2 separate regions of the Zea mays genome follow, and region 2 is linked to region 1. The links are chromatin contacts, called in public Hi-C maps. All regions are on one chromosome and are shown on one strand. Each heading gives the region's core, a stretch centred on a gene start, on an enhancer-like site or on the middle of the called end of the contact. The rest is flanking DNA. Distances are from core to core; before and after follow the strand shown. Region 1 holds the start of LOC100285757 (F-box domain containing protein). Region 2 holds the start of LOC100192949 (40S ribosomal protein S19-3).

The links. A called contact is a pair of places that touch in the nucleus more often than the background predicts.
Region 2: a contact with region 1 is called in a Hi-C map of ear, with 2.6 times the contacts expected there. The contact joins the promoter of LOC100192949 here to the promoter of LOC100285757 in region 1. A contact is called at or near these places in 5 of 25 Hi-C or Micro-C datasets (bundle sheath, ear, endosperm and 2 more).

The regions. Positions count from the first base shown.
Region 1 is chr1:74,641,753-74,644,766 of Zm-B73-REFERENCE-NAM-5.0, reverse strand. LOC100285757 (F-box domain containing protein) reads right to left here and starts at 1,354. Exons shown (of 4, transcript NM_001158647.2): 1 at 1,071-1,354; 2 at 897-946; 3 at 707-783; 4 at 1-4.
Region 2 is chr1:74,870,408-74,873,107 of Zm-B73-REFERENCE-NAM-5.0, reverse strand. It overlaps LOC100192949 (40S ribosomal protein S19-3), which reads right to left and starts at 1,268. Exons shown (of 4, transcript NM_001138127.2): 1 at 1,068-1,268; 2 at 91-181. The coding sequence starts at 1,157.

The DNA of each region.
Region 1 (3,014 bases), core at 105-2,604:
ACACCTGGAAGAGGCAAGATTCCAGGGAAAGAAACAGAAGAAGTAATCAGACATGAGACAAGCCTCATTAAATTGCCAAAATAAACTAATTCATGAGCACAGAAAGAAGTGGTACCAATACTCCTAATTTTAGTACTTCACTTTCACTGTAATACACTAATTGATTGCAGAAAAATGATAAACATGGGAAAACATAGAAGGGCACTTCAGTAGAGCATGGAACAGTGGTCACTGGCTCACTGCTTTATATATATGTCCCAGTACGAATAGCATACACATTCCATGAAATACGATAATTAGAGATGTAAGGTCAACCAAAAGTTATGGATAATCACAACGGAGTCTTCCAACCAGGGTGGGTGGGTGAGCGAGGGGGTTCGACTAGGGAATGCCTGAACCCCATCACCACAACTAGATGATAGGGACAGAGCACCAAATGGATATCCACTGTGGCACAATGGAGGCATGGAGGTAGCAGTTCAACATCAAGGAAAAACTTGAAGTTTTATCAGTATTGTTGAGGAATGATTCCCAGTTATCACAAAATTATGCCCTTTTACAAAGTAAATCAAATCTTCAAAAGACCACCTTCATTTTCCCTTTTGGGTGTGGTCAATCAGCAGATCTCAAGCTCTTAACAGTTTCACACATCTTGACCCCATCAGTCATTAATTTCTAATAAATCATTATTTAGTAATCATGGTACCTTTGGAAATTAAACAAAAAGGGGACCGGTCCTTTAGAAAATGAGCATCACCATTCCCGTGAGTTCATCAAACGGAACTATTGCATGGTGGGGAAAGAAAGGTTAATTCAAACATGACTCAAAAGTAAAGCAAGGATATTCACCAGTATGGTACAAATGTTGGATCCAGATTTCAGAAGATTTAACTTACAGATGATCCTCTGTGTATGCAAAATATCCCAGTCTTCTTCAGGAGCGGACCTATGGGTGTACACCCAATAATTTGTGCAGACTAATTGTAATTAGATCAGATCCAATAGCCACATAGCCTAAGTTAGGATTCGGGGTTTCGCAAAGCAGAACGGAAAGAAAAGGGTGCGCATACCTGGTGAGTGCTCGTCGCCGGCGAAGGACGCGACGAAAGCTGCCGAAGGAACCGACAAAAATCCCAGCACCTGGCGTAGGTCGTCGGCGTTGGCGTCGGCGGTCGCCCAGTTGGCGCAGAAGAGCAGGAGAGCGAGCGCGCAGGCCGGATGGACGGCAGAAGAGAAGACTATCAGAAACAACCTGAGCTGCAGTAGGCGATAGTTACACCTTACACGCATCCTTCTCCGGGCAGCGCCGTGCTCTTCAGGCGTTGCATAGACTGTACGGCAGTAGAGTTTAGAATAAAAAGTGAGATTATCTCTATATCATTATTTATAGTCTAGTTATTAAGATTTCTTATTCTATATTATAATCATCTACGCTTATAATCCACTATATATTTCCTCAATATCAGCTGTTACATGTTTTATTCATTTTAATCTATAAAAATGTGATTTTGCTGAAGTAATTACCTATGCTATATATAGCGGCCTACGGTAGCTCCAGAAGTATACATAATTGTGTAGCATAGAGGCCTAGAGGGCTGCAACATAAAGTTTCGTAGGCTATTCATAATGGAGATTTCGTAGCACTCTTTCCAACACTGCTATATCATCAAGTGTCATGAAATTCAGAATGAAACAATGCCTTTTAATAAAAAAATCAATTCACTATTTTATAGACTAACATACTAATTAATTGATGTAATTCAATGGTCAATAGAAGTTAGTAAAATATGTAAAGATAAAACAAATCTCTCTATGGAGGTTTCATACAGTTTCCAATACCTTAAAAACGAGTTGACATGGTTTCATCTTATAAAACTCAATTCTCTTAAATACCGACATGTCATCAAAAAATATGATGTGGGACACTATTTGTTGGTGACTTGTCCTTAAATGCTATGAATTAAGAACAAGGCAACACAGAAATTGTTAAACATTAAAGTCCTTCGTCCTTCGAAGCATTATTTCCCCTTGGGATATAACGAGTTTCGGACGAAGGTTTATGAAGGATATACCTTCATAAGCACAACAAATAATGAAGAAGGATTCATATAAGGTATGGGAAATAACATAAGCACTTGAATATTATTATTACCTTATATCTATCTTATCTTAATTGAAAAATAGAAATGATAACAAATTACAAATGTACCTTCGGCTTGAAAGAAGGCAAAAGTACAAGCGTGACGCAAAAGCAAATGCCGAGTCAGCCTGAACAGTACGGGAGCACTGTTCATCTATTTATAGGTATGGGACGCAGCCCATGTAAAATTACACTCATGCCCTTTATATTTGCTAATAACTCTATAGTAATCCATCGGGGTTTAAATAGTCTTTTTCTCTTTAAGTCGGTTTTCTTTTCTGCTATCATGCCGAAGCTCCCCTACGCATAGCTTCGGCTATGCACCATCCTTTGTATTCTTTATGCTTCTTCACCCTATGGTTTTGACCTAAGTCCGAAGGTACCTGTTCATGTATCATACTCCAGAAACATTGTTAAATCATGTTTTTGAGGACCTTCGGAAGCCGAAGGCCCCCAACTGTAGCCCCTCGCAATATTAATTTGTTAGAATAATAAATTCAGATTGCGATATGGACGAAGGCCTTAAGCCGAAGGTCCGAAAAAACACCTTCCCTTTGCTAGAATAGCAACAGACAATGACAAGCGAGGCCCTCCCACTTGCAACGCACTAGACGTATAAATAAGAGCACACTGCGAACACATTTGGCACGCTTTCTTGCTATCTGCTCTTGCTTTCCCAATTTTTAGCTCTTGCATACCAACGCTTGCCTGGCTTTTTAAATTTTTTAGCTTCGGCCTTAAGAGCACATTTTCAACATTTCCGAAGATGACTCAAGATAAAAAAGTTGTTGCCGAAACGAGGCTGAGCCTTTCTGAGGAGAAGAATCTTGGGTTTCTTGAATCGATAGCAAAGACGAATACAGAGAAGATCACC
Region 2 (2,700 bases), core at 19-2,518, 230 kb before region 1:
AGGAGAAGAAATTTAAGAATCTGATAGAAGTGCAGAATTTGGAGATTGAGGATTGTAGTATGATTTTGGCAAACAGACAAGATCCCTTACCAGCCCTGATGTAGTACCAGTCAGGATCATAAGGAGGAAGCTCCTTGAACCTCGCAGTCTTCACAATGTCAACCCACTCAGGGAGCTCCATCTAACAGAAGAGTACACTTATAATTAATCACACATACCAACATAACCAATGCAATGAAGAAAACAGTATCCCAACCTCACCTCTAAACTAATCGCATGCCCATACAACACAAACTTAGCTTCTTTAAGCAATAAAAGTTTTAACTACGATTTTCAATTAACAGCCTAGTAGTATAATCAGCCCACTATTCATCATGAGATAAATGGAATTCTTAGTGTACTTCATTATCCCAAGGATTTGGAACCAGAAACAGCCAATTCTAAACAGAGCCATGGTTCACTCCAGACCACAGGCTAACCACAGACTATGTTTGATAGATATCAATAGAAACAAAATAACTCACACCTCATATAGGCCCTGCATAGATGAAATGCTGGGGGATCTTCAAAATACTGTTAGATTTTGCCTAAAACCGACGTATATAGACAATATAAAACACTTTACATACAGATTTTTCTGCACAGACGATCTAGAATTGATTCTACGGCGTAGGCATAAGACAAGAAGAACAGCATTGCCTATGTCTAATAAATTCGAAGTTAGTTACGTGAACAAATCTCTTTAACCTACCAATCAAATGCCTAGAAGCCACAGAACATAATTCCTGCACCACAGCATGTTTAGCAAAAAATGGTGTATCCCCGTGTCACTAATCACGAGCGCAACGAGAGTAAGCAAGACGCGGGAAAAGTTCGCTGGTATAACCAGAGCAATAACAGGGCGATGGATCCGTGTAATCACAAAACAGCTCATAACTGCTCGGGCAACGGCAATCTGATGAAATCGCACCGGCTCGTCTCCGCGGACTGCCGCGGTGCGCGACCATCCGTTGTAGGCTTACAGCGTCGAATCAGATGGGAAAGGGGGGCGAGTCGAGCACCGTTACCTTGCCGGAGCGCTTGAGGTGGGCGGAGTAGGCCTTGACGAACTCGTGCGGGTTGACATCCTTCACCGTCCTCGCCGTAGATTCCGCCATCCTGCCGCGGACGCCGCCAGGGGACGAGAGAGGCAGGTTGTGGATGCGGCTGCTCTGAGACTAGGGTTTGGAGGAGCGGCGTGGCAGGCGGAGCGTAAATTTATATATGACGGGGTTCGGCGTTTGGTCGTCGGATGGAGATCCGACGGTTGTTATGGGGGTGAGCGGCTAGTTTTAGGGTTGGGGTCTTCGAGATGGTATAGGCAGGCCCAGCACGGTATAAACGGGCCAAGTTGAAGTTGGGCTGATAGGTAACAAAGGGTAGGTAGGCTCCTCTATTGCAAGTCGAAGGTGGAGTTTGGAGCTAGCGTCCTTTAGGTAGTGTTTGGTTGAGAAGCCAAGTAGAATAGAGTCGTTTCATCCCTGGTTCTAGGAACGGAGTCACTCTGTTCTGTGTTTAATAATCTGGAACAGAGCGACTCTGTTTTTTGTTTGGTTGCAGAGTGAACGGAACGGAGCGTGACTGTGAGAGCGGGATGGGAACGGAGCGGCTCCGTCCGGTTGATTTTTTGGAGCGGAATGGTTCCGGATCTGAGGAGAATATTTCCTAATTGGAGTCATTCCGTTCTATTTACTTTGTAACCAAACAGCAACAAAACTGGGACAGAAGAACTCCGTTCTACTTGGCTCTTCAACCAAACACTACCTTAGAGTGTGTCGGGTTGAAAAGTGTAGGAGAATGAAGTGGCTATATTTTTATTTTATGGATATTTAGTTTCCAATAAAAAAGGACTGGATTGGTTTCTAGAGTTTTCATATAAAAATTTATCATAAATAGTTGAAATACTCCCGCTTCACCAAAACGACCAGATGTGAGCGCTCTCATCCCTTTCTTCCACTCTACACTCATATGGCTCTCCAACCAAACAAAGAACGGAGCTGCTCCGCTCTATTCTATTATTCAACTAAACAAAAAATAGAGCGGCTCTATTTTGCTTGTCAAACGTAGAATAGAACGGCTCCATTATCAAAAATCGGAATGGAGCCGCTCCATTCTAGTTGACTCTTCAACCAATCAATGGTGTAGCTAGGGTTTTTTTCATAAGGTATGCCAATATTAATTTTTCATAAATAATTTAGCATAATCTATAATGGTTTGGTATACAATTTAAAATATAAAGACAAGAATAACAAATAAAACTATAGATTTAATATTTAAGTCTATAAGTACATATATTAGAATATAAATATAATAAAATAATCCAAACATCAAATACAAATACATAAAAAATAAACGTGAAGTTGGCCTGGTGCGGTGCTTGCGGTGGCGCACCACGTGTGTTGCACTACTACCGTGCTGCGCTCTTCAGTCTCCCTGTGGCCCTGTGGTCCTATCAGTCATCAGGCCATCAGGGCATCAACCACCAAGGAGATCAGGCGGCGGGAGCCTAGAGCCCAAACAACGTGATCCTTTTGTTTTGTGTTGTTCTAACTTCCAAGCAAGTCGATCTGTAACACCGCACCTTCTTTTTTCTAGCTACTATGGATTGGTGGTCTGGTGGGCCAGCCCATAGGGTATGGCATGGTCCACCCGGACCACCCT